Regions from separate parts of the Bombyx mori genome. Here region 2 is linked to region 1. The links are chromatin contacts, called in public Hi-C maps. All regions are on one chromosome and are shown on one strand. Each heading gives the region's core, a stretch centred on a gene start, on an enhancer-like site or on the middle of the called end of the contact. The rest is flanking DNA. Distances are from core to core; before and after follow the strand shown. Region 1 overlaps LOC101746917 (integrin alpha-PS2). Region 2 holds the start of LOC101738809 (sesquipedalian-1).

Region 1 (5,486 bases), core at 1,236-3,735:
GTTTGCGAAGAATCCTTTAGTACTCCTAGTCGAAGACGACAGTACCTACTATCAAGTCGAAGAGAGTCGGAAAACACTTTACACTCACATATTGAAATAAGCACTGGTTTTTCAAAAAACACTACCTAATTGAAAATTTAACGGGTCGACATGACCTAAATATAGCGCGGGGAGTCATCGCACAGTTACATCAAATAGATACTCACTTTGTAGAGCGCGAAGATGAGCAGGAGCAGCAGCAGCGCCCCGATGATGGCGGCGAGGATGATGACCCACAGCGGCACGCCGCCCCCGCGCGCGCCCAGCTGCGGGCTCAGCGACGTGCGCGCCTCCCCCCGCGCCCAGCCCGCCCCCGCGCCGCCCGCCGCGCCGCCGCCCAGCCGCGACACGCGCGCCGCGCACAGCGACGACAGCACTATCGGCCGCTCCTTCGAGATCTGCAATCCAGGGCTGCTACTGAGGGCGCGGATATCGAGACTCCGAACTCATATGAGGGGGAGTGGTGACATGTCGTGTAGTGTATAGGCTCTGATGTTCTCAGAGTAGCCGCCGGTCCCCTAAATCATTCGCCGGCTAAATCATTCATAACTTTACGTTGCATTGAGTTCAACTTTGCAAAAATAGAACAATTGTAATTTAATATCTATACATATATTATGTATATGAACAGAAAAAATTGTTAAGTACCAGTATGAATTATATTTTCTTTGTGTTTATGAAAATCTTTTAGAAGAAAGTCAATGTTTTAAAAAAAAATTGTATATAGCATAGTGATTGTGGACAAATTTCTATCATTGAACGTAAGTTAATAATAAATGTGGTATCCTTCAAAATTTCATTTACATATAACCACAGCAGTCTTTAAGCGAACAGCCGGGATATCACCGCATGTTTTCGTATCAAACCAACTAACACGTTACAAACACTATCTCTTAATAGAAACCTATCACGATTTTTACTTTTAATCAAAAAACTATAGATACACCAAACTATGTTTTTGGGATGAGTCATTAAAATTTACTTCCAGAGGCAATAATTGAAAACTGATTAGAAAGAGTACAGACGAATTTGTTTGCTCCCTACATCCTACCCACCGTTAGGACGTTTGTAACAGCGGATATATCGTGAAACTCATGAAATGTGAAAATTGTAGTGGGTTCTTACCCATTGAAGGTATCAGGCAGACAGCCGCGAAAGCTTAGAACAAATCCAACATGGCCAATAATCACTAATTCACCGAATGACCCACCTCGTTAAGTACAGTTGCGTTGATCCTGGACCGCAGCGCCACCCACACCTCCTGGCCCTTCAGCAGCCTGCCCGTGGTGCACCTCATCACTTCACATTTGTATTTCTCCTGACAGTTGGTTAAGATGTCCTTGAGTTGCTTGTCAACTTGTGACTGAAATTAAAAACAATACGTTTTATTTCCTAGCGCTTGTGGACTGTTAAAGCCATCACCTTCGGATACAGTTACAGTTAAAATTAACCTTAAATGGTCTCCTCATTCCTCATTAATTGATCTCTTAAAAATTGCTTCCGATAAAATGAGATTACCACTGATCACCCCCTATCGTCCTCTTAATGATTGACATTTCCCAAGAGAGGCACTAGCGGTTAAGTCAGAAATAAAATTTACTGGAAATTAAAAGAGGGGAAGTAATAATGATTTACCAGCAAAACAAAAACGACATTACCTGATCGACCTGTCTCCTTCTCCTGGTGTTTTCTCGGCTACTAGTGGAGCCATAATTTCCAGAATGGCTGTTGTATGAAGAGCCACCTCCTGCAAAGTTATAACGAAACTGATACTTTTTCCATCGAAGCTTCGTCAACCCTACGTCCGTCATTTTTTCCCCTTACTATTCGCTGGTAGCGTAAGGGGTTATTCCAGCTAAGCGCGGACGAGGTACGGCCATCGTAGGACACGGTCCATGTGCTTAAAGACTCCCTTTTAAACGCGTATGAAGGACGTGTCCTATCGCTCAGGAATCACAGAGAAGGTATTGTTACCTGATCTTTTGAAATGCATTTATTCACAACAAGTATTTTAAGCTCTTTAAAATATTGTCTTATTCATATTTATTAATTGTCTTTTTATGCATACCTGATTGAGAAGAATAAGAATATCCACTGCTCCACGATCGGCTTCCATCCTGTGCGCTCCCCCCAGACTGATAAGCAGAACCTCCAGTTCGGTAACTGCCTCCACCAGACAGATAAGCACCTCCTCCAGCTTGATGCCCGGCTCCTCCAGCTTGATAAGCCCCGCCAGATTGGTAACTACCACCAGCAGTGCCGGTGCGACTTCCAGCTTGTCCGCTGCCGGCGTTGGTTACGTCACCGATCGCGTATTTGAACTCATTGTTAGGGTTAGAAGCAGCGAAAGCTCCAAAACCAAGTCCTTCGTTGTCTTCTTCGTCACCCACTACAGTGACTGTTGAGGCTCCTCTGAAAGTCGACGACCCGGCTTTCACAAGGTCAGGGTTAACTGTCTCTGTGGTTCCCCAGGATCCATGGACAAAGCCTTGTCCAGATCCTGAGCCTTGAGAGAACTGACTATTTCCTTGAACAGAGCCTTGCCAATTTTGTCCACCTTGGGTCTGAGTTTGGCCCGAACCTTGGACGTAACCACCAGAGCCGTGAGCGAACGAGCCGCTGTGTTGCTGTCCTCCTTGGTTATTAACGTATCTATAAAAGTAAAATTCATAGATAAAGAGAAACCTCACGAAATGCTGTTACAACTTGGATGTTGCGTAAACACATGAGCAAAGAACTTACGTATTAAATGAACTTCCAGCTTCACCTTCATGCCCAAGTTTTCCGTATTCCGTGCTAGTCTCAGTCTGGAATATGGTGTTGTTATTTGCGTCGTAAACTGTCGTTATATTCCTAATGCGAACGACTCTTCCTCCATCGACATAGATCTGTCCGTCGGCTCCTTGAGTGAAGCCACCCTGGGTGAAACCGCCCTGCCCGTTTCCTTGTGCGAAGGCTTCAAGACTTTTCTTGATTTTCTCCTGTTCTTCAACAGTCAGACCTTGTCCATTCGTCCACTTGTATGTATAAGTAGTTCCGCCGTTCTGTCCTCCCTGACTGAACTGATGTTGTCCAGATTGCTGTTCTTGACCTCCACTATACTGACCTCCGGAAGTTTGACTAAACTGCCCACCAGCACTGTGATCTCCACCGTATGGACCTCCGGAAGATTGACTAAACTGCCCACCAGCAGTTTGACCTCCGCTGTATTGACCTCCAGAAGTGTGAGTGAACTGACCACCAGCAGTTTGACCGCTACTAAGCTGACCACCGGAATTGGCGGGGCCAGTTTGGGTGGACGATCCCTGTTGTCCACCTGACACGAAACCTCCAGATTGTGACGTCACTGTACCGCCGCTGGTGGAATGCTGCTCCCATTGCGCTGGAACAACAAATACATTACAATTTTGTCCCGAAGTGTTAATACAAAGAATAATATATTTCGTGTCAATAAAGCCTGCAGTAGACTCACTCTGCCCGTAATATCCGAAGCCACCGACGAGCTGTGCTTCAGTGTACATGTTGGTGCTCGCCATTGCTGTAAAATAAATTAACCTTGAATATCATTTTCAATCGACTCCTCGAAGCGGTCTAGGGGTTTAACCGATATTTTTCCAGCACAATAAAATATTGCTCATATTTAAAACGAGAAACAGCAAATTTTTTTTAGGCATTAACCGCTTATTTTTACTGTAAAGCAGTTGACAGTTGACGTTCTAGATTAAAAAAGGGAACATCTGTCATAGTATACAGCTGAGACTTACACCTCATGTTGCGAAGTGGTGGCAACTACTTTGTGATTTGTACAAAGATGGTCGTGACTTATCTGCCCATATAAATATATGCTTCCTATATTATTTGACACGATGGAGAGGGAGGGGGGGGGGGTAGTCAATGACATGGTTTATTGCAGTACTGGATTATTGCGTTATGAAACAGACTTGTGAAATGAATTACACAAACCTTCTCTTTCCTTTTCGAGCAGAGGCATGTAGGGATTCTGGACGAAGAGGTTCTCTGTGTTGATGTGTCGCGCCACGTTGCACTTGATGTTCCCGAGCCACTGCGGCTGCACCAGCATGTACATCAGGTTTTCGCCTGGAAACAGAATTTGGGCTGAGCGAAGGTGTCGGAAAATGTGTCTCTGGTGAGGAATCAAAAAATCCAGTTGGCGTTTCGATTGGTACATACTCATTCCGTTAGACCTAAAGTGTACTTTCATTGTTTAATGAGGAAATGGTCCGGGTGCAGAAGCATCCATAATTCATGCCACAAGTTCGCATTACAAAAATGGTTTTCTAGTTTGTGAACCCTATTACGTTACCCATTTATTTCAGGATTGACTCTTAATGAACAAACCTGAAAGAGCTATATAGAATACGATTACACTAACGAAATCGAGCAAAAAAAATATTATTTTAATTAATAGGATAACATTTCCTATTGCAGTAAAATTCAGAACAATAAGTAAGGCCATTTCCTCGGTGCTACCTTCAAGAGTCTGATAGGGCCACATGAAGTACATCTCGGCTTCGTCTACGGTGAAGGGCCCCTCGTTCTTGATGCTGTACTTGTGGATCACGGGGGGGCCCAGCTTGGTGTCGTCCTTCAGGTCGGTCGCTTCGTATACCGACGCGTTGTAATGGAGCTCGGGCGGGTCTGAGGTCCTGGGGACGATAGCGACTTGTGTCAATTGTCAGTTTGAGTCGCTGGAGAAAAATTAAGTATTAGAGCAAACCGACCTGTACGTCACTCTCGCGGTCGTATGCCCGCTCACTTTACATAGTTTTTAGTATCTATGTCCGTCTTTTGACACAGAAGTGTATAATCTATGTTCCGTGCGCTCCCGTTTTGAGTGTGAGTAGCGTGCGCCCGCATTATATTGTAATTATCGTTTTAAATCGAAAATTGTTTGTGTATATAACAAGATTAGAATTCGAAATTTGATATTAGTGACTAACCCATATAGTTATATTGAATAAAAATACCCCTGAGACCTACCCCTCACTATAGTATTCATTTATTCACTAATAGCGGGTATTCTGAATTTAATATCCAGGTCTGCGCTGCAACTAATCCAATAATTTATCATAACAGTAATTGTAGATCATCGCCATTAAGATGAGAACAGCACGGCTCTTTAATCGTACAACTGTAGTCTGAAGAAGTGAAGAGCAGAAACAGCTGGTACAGTGTGGATTTCAGCCTCATGTTCCAAGGTGGACGGCGGTACCAATGTTATTATGAGGTTAACTGCGGTATCCACCTAACAACCCGGTCATGATCAACGCTCTTCTAAGCCTCAATTGAATAGAAAGGTCTCTCATACCCGATGACAGAGAGCTGTGCTCTGATGATGACGCCGATGTTCATGTTCATGACGTTGTCGTAATCGGTTCCTTGCTCGGGGTTGGTGGAGTTCGCTTCCATGTAGAAGTTCAGTGACG
Region 2 (5,486 bases), core at 1,381-3,880, 240 kb after region 1:
TATGTGATGATCGAGCGACGCGTAAAAACTTTGGCCTTAACTTAAAAAAAAAAAATTCTCAAATGTGAACGTCACAATTTATATGGAGGTGTTGTATTCGTTGTTGTGCTGTATGTAAATGTGTATAATGTAATATATTTCGTTATTATATTTAAACCGGTATGCATTACCAAAGGAGTTAGATACTTGTAGTCTTATAGATATTTTTACGAGCGTTTCATAAGCGAACGTCCACACGTCTTGCGAATTCTCATCTACACCTATTTATTTATTGTAAACTTGACACGTTTTTTTTTTTAAATCATTTTGTACGATTTTTTTACGGTTAAATGTGTTTACATTTTTGGAAACTATTTGTTTAGCTAAATTGAATTTCGTTTGTTTAAAAATCATGAATCCGTATACTATTGCACTCTTTTTATACAAGGGAACAAAGCTCAACGTGTGCTTCACGCATTAACGTCCGCATTGCACACATCCAACTAAAGTAATCAATTCAAATTACATAAGAGCAATGCGGTGAACATATTCTAAACGATTGATAGTTATATAAATTTGTCTTATGATATATAAAAAAATAAAATCTGCCGGTCAATAACTAATTAGTAACACCAATAGTTTATGATTAGATAAATTAATAATAATAATAAAAATAGTTATAAAAGAGCCCCCTAGTTCACGTTTGATTGTAGCATTTGTATTTTTAAAAAAATAGTTGTTCTCGTTTTTATATGAACGGAGCCCAAACTAAACGGCGTGACGTTGTTGTGTTGTCGAATCTCCGACTATTTGTAGTTATATGAAATTTTATATTTTAATATTATATTATTAAAATGTAAGCTTAGGGAGACGTGCTGTGAACATTCTCTGTACAGAAACATTGGGAGGCGTGAAGAAAGCCTTTGCGTGTCACTCTTTAATTCATCTTCAATTCTATACACAATATGTGGACAGCAGATTGGATCGCATGAACAAAACGATGTTGTAAATTATTTTTGTTGCTTAGTACCTAATGTTTACTTGTTTGAGTGGTAGACGCGATCGGTCGACCATAGACAATTTGTACATGTGTTGTGCGAGGAGCGATACATAAATTATTTAAATGTAGAGGCGGCTCGTCCGCGACTTACTGAATTATGCCTAGTTGAATAATGAAATGTTTTAAAATGTGTTACGGCATTTGAAAATATTTAATGATGTTGTATATAGTTTATATTTTTGTTTTTTTTTTTGTGATCGATATTTTGTACAGAATCGGTTTAAATAATCGAATAACCGTTAATAACGTGCCCGCATTGCCGACGTAAAATTTGAGCACGTTTTAAAGAAACCACTCGTAATACTTTGTACAGTTGTTAGCGTGATTCGTAGTTGAATGATTTAATTTTTAAGGAATTTTCGTTTTTGACCTTTTTTGTTATTGTGAATTTGTCTTTTTTAGGGAATTGGGAATGTTCTGTACATAGACCTCACCATTTTGTCATATATTAGTTTGTAAGCGGTGAAATCTGATGATTGATGTGGAAATCAAATTTTCTAAATGAAGCAATCATTAGAAATTCGTAAAACAAATTTAGTGTAATAATTGATATTAATATAACTTTATAAATAACTGAAAATAGGTAATAATTATGAATAAAATATTACATATTTAAAACGCTTGTTTCATTTCATTGAATAATATTAGTAATTGAGGACTGAGGGCAACAGCATGATCGTTTTTGTTAAGTTTACAAAAACGGATTTCATTACAAAAAAATGTCTGTCTGGAATTTGATCAGTGGCATAGTTGCTCGATACGAGTTCGTCAGGCGTTGTGTTCTTTAGGCCACGACGGCTTGCGCGTGTCGCTTGAAGCTTACGGAACAGTTATTATTAATTTAAACTGGACTCGTATTTTTTAATGTTAAGTGTATTATCTGCGCTCGTGTCTCACCTCAGCCAGCATCTCAAATCACCATAAACATTATTGTTGCCTCGCACCTTCAGTCAGGGTGTTAAAATTTCAATTGTAGTAACGCATAACTGCTTCGTATCAGAAATAGGATGTAGGGTGTTATTTATACATATAGATTCACCACGCCTTAACCAGTAGCATTGCAAGTAATTTGGGAACTTAGCCATAACGAATTATGACATGACTAATAAGAAACAGCAGCATCATGCGATATATTAAGTTTGAATTATTAATTGTTTTTTCTAAAAATTTTGCAAAAATATGTTAGTAGTAGCGAGAAATGCCAGCACGCCACTACTACTGTGTACTCATATCTATAGTAAAAAAGTAAGCTGTTTGAAACAAATTCAAAATAATTTCGTTTCTGTTTTAAAAAAGGTTTTCTTGTTAGTAGTTTAAATATTGCGTTTAAATGATATACAAGAATACTAGTCCTGTTGAACTTCGACATCATAATATATATTGTGGGTGAAAATTAATTTTATAGTGTATGTATACTACCCAAGGACTAGGTACTTACCGGAGTCCGTTTAATTGGCGCACACTAAAAACGCGTCCATTTAATATCAATTAAATGTATCGTGAATTTACCGACCTGCATGTACGCAATGTAACGTGCCGCGTTCGCCATCCCAATTAAAAAAAATCAATTGTCACCAACAAATGACATTTAGACATTTCAAAAATTCGTAATCAAAGAATTTGTATTTCATTCAATGTCGTTTTTTTTAATTTCGTACTGTTTAAAATAGAAAAATCTTAAAGGAAGCTAGGGATTCCTTGAGCGTATTCATGATATTGAGAATCATACCATTTGATTTTTTTTAGCTTCGGTGTTTAATGTATAAGTGTGTACATGGCTAATAAAAACATCACTATGAAAATAAATGAGAAGAATTTGGGTGCTTTCGCTTCTTCAGCAACCCCGGTGGACCGCGAGGGGTGGCTCGACATGCGTGGTGAAGTTGGTAAGAGCTATCAGCGTCGGTGGTTCACTCTCAAAGGGAATTTGTTGTTTTATTTTGAAAAAAAAGGTGACAAGGAACCTGTCGGAGTTGTTATTCTGGAAGGTTGTACTATTGGTAATTGTTTGTTTTGTTTTTTTTCTACTGTTTTTTTTATTTATTGCTTAGATGGCTGGACGAGCTCATAGCCCACTTGGTATTAAGTGGTTACTGGAGCCATAGACATCCACAACGTAAATGCGCCACCCACCTTGAGATATAAGTTCTAAGGTCTCAAGTATAGTTACAACGGCTGCCACACCCTTCAAACCGAAACGCATTACTGCTTCATGGTAGAAATAGGCAGGGTGGTGGTACCCACCCGCGCGGACTCACAAGAGGTCCTACTACCAGTAATTACGCAAATTATAATTTTGCGGGTTTAATTTTTATTACATGATTCCTTCACCGTGGAAGTCAATCGTGAACATTTGTCAAGTACGTATTTCATTAGAAAAATTGGTACCTGCCTGAGTTTCGAACATCGGTGCATCGCTCAACACGAATGCGCTGGACGTTTTATCCGTTAGGCCACGACGGTTTCAGAACATTTTCTTCACTTCACTACTTACATACATATATACTTCTTTTTTGAATAATTTACAAATATTTTGTGCAATGATTGTTTTTGAACTAATGTCTTCAGTCTCATGTAAAATGATCTAAACTCTTAATCCCTTAAGAGCCTATGTTTGTAGAATTAACAGAAGAGGAAGCATACAGTTTTAAAATAGTATTTCAATGTGAAGGAGGACGTACATATTATTTATGCACTAGTTCACAAGCATCCATGGAGTCATGGATGAAAGCATTAGCGTGTGCAAGTTATGACTATATGAAACTCATGGTGGCTGAGTTACAGAGACAGTTGGATGAAGCACAAGGTCAGTTGAAATATTCAACAGAATTCTTCTTATTTGAAATAAAAACAGAACCAAATAAAAATGTTATAAATGTTAAAAGAAAGAATGTAAAAAAGTTTCTATATATAGTGCAACCTCGATATAACCAATCAGAACAAAACAAGTAAATATTCATTATTTCAAGCAATTCAGTAAACTGAGGTTTGTTATATGAAGGTTAGGTTGGCCTACCATTTGTGATAATGAGTTAAAAAAAAAAGTTTTATTCGCCTCAACATTTCATACTCATCTTGTTATAGTGAAAAACTTCTACTAATAAATATTTTTATCAAATTACTGTATGTATTTACTATATAAAAACAAGTAGGTAGGTAACAATTTTTCTCAAACTTGTCGAGACTGATTCACATACTATGGGATTAAGGCGGTTATTGGTGGGAACGTTCCATAAAGGTTTTGGGTTGATCAAATTCGTCAATTAGAGGTATTTACACTATTTTTATAGTTGAAAATTCATTATAGAGAGGTTGTTTGCAAGAAATCTTTGCAATGTAAAGGTAGGTATATTTTACATTGACTTTTATGGACAATTCAAGGGGGAATGAATAATTTATTAAATCGAGGACGTCATTATATTGAGGTTCCTTATATTAAGGTGGCACTGTATTTGACCTTTATATGTTACACTATCTATCTTCTATATATCACTATATATATTACACTATCTATTCCATTTTTGATCATTACTAATCAAAATAAAAGAAAAAGCACCATAACACAAAATGTTATTGGTATAATCACAAATATTTACAATAATATATACCCAATAAAGCATTTTTTTTATATCTTATCTCTTAATAGCTATTGTCGTCCAACAAAGTTCCAACAATTTTTTGTTTCAGCTGAAGTCGTGGCTGAGGCCACATCAGTAGTAACTGTGTCTCCACCAGAAGATGAACCCAAAGCACCACCACGAGGGCAGAGATATAATCCCTTCAATCGAGGTCCTGATTCAGAACCTAAGACCGTGCCAGGCAGTAGACATCGTAAGTATTATGCCATTAATAAAGAGAATAACATCCTATAATAAAAATCAAACCCGCAAAATTATTATTTGCGTAGTTATTGTTGGTAGGAGCTCTTGTGAGTCAGCGTCGGTAGGTACCACCACCCTGCCTATTTCTGCCATGAAGCAGTAAGACGTTTTGGTTTGAAGTGTGGGGTAGTCATTGAAGATATTGTAAATATACTGAGGCCTTAGAACTCGTATCCCAAGGTAGGTGGCGGCATTTATGTTGTAGAACTCTATGGGCTCTAGTAACCACTTAATGCCAGGTGGGCTGTGAGCTCGTCCTTAACCGTAACTACAATAATGGTGTCTATTGTGTGATATGTCTCATTAAAATGGTTATACTAAGATGAAAATCTACATATTTGAATAAAATCATTTGATCGATGGTCTTGGAAATGCTTAATGGGTTGAACGACTTCTTACATTGTAATTTTTAACGTTTTACTCAAATGATAGAGTCTATTATGGCTAATAAGATCAGTATTTTACAATAGTTTGCTCTCCCAGGGTATAATAATATTGATTATAAGTACTTTTCAATGTTTTCAATTTTCTCTTCTGTAGACAAGTAAACAATAGTAGAAAAACAC

Evidence for each region. Hi-C and Micro-C count contacts between places; a contact is called where the count stands out from the background.
Region 2: a Hi-C map of whole pupa shows a contact between it and region 1, with 2.0 times the contacts expected there. The contact joins the promoter of LOC101738809 here to the enhancer-like site in region 1. A contact is called at or near these places in 3 of 7 Hi-C or Micro-C datasets (middle silk gland, posterior silk gland and whole pupa).

The regions. Positions count from the first base shown.
Region 1 is chr10:1,788,051-1,793,536 of ASM3026992v2, forward strand. It overlaps LOC101746917 (integrin alpha-PS2), which reads right to left. Exons shown (of 24, transcript XM_038013485.2): 15 at 5,369-5,486; 16 at 4,531-4,706; 17 at 4,003-4,137; 18 at 3,512-3,577; 19 at 2,782-3,421; 20 at 2,108-2,691; 21 at 1,698-1,786; 22 at 1,250-1,402; 23 at 207-437. Among protein-coding and RNA genes, the nearest start is that of LOC134199575, 51 kb to the right of the region's middle. Within about 2 kb of position 2,486, at least 1 of the 8 cell types and tissues checked has open chromatin away from gene starts, as enhancers often do.
Region 2 is chr10:2,031,386-2,036,871 of ASM3026992v2, forward strand. It overlaps LOC101738809 (sesquipedalian-1), which reads left to right and starts at 2,631. Exons shown (of 4, transcript XM_004930291.5): 1 at 2,631-3,039; 2 at 3,660-3,845; 3 at 4,727-4,870. The coding sequence starts at 2,814. LOC101747187 (mediator of RNA polymerase II transcription subunit 13) reads left to right here. Exons shown (of 25, transcript XM_038013509.2): 25 at 1-1,657.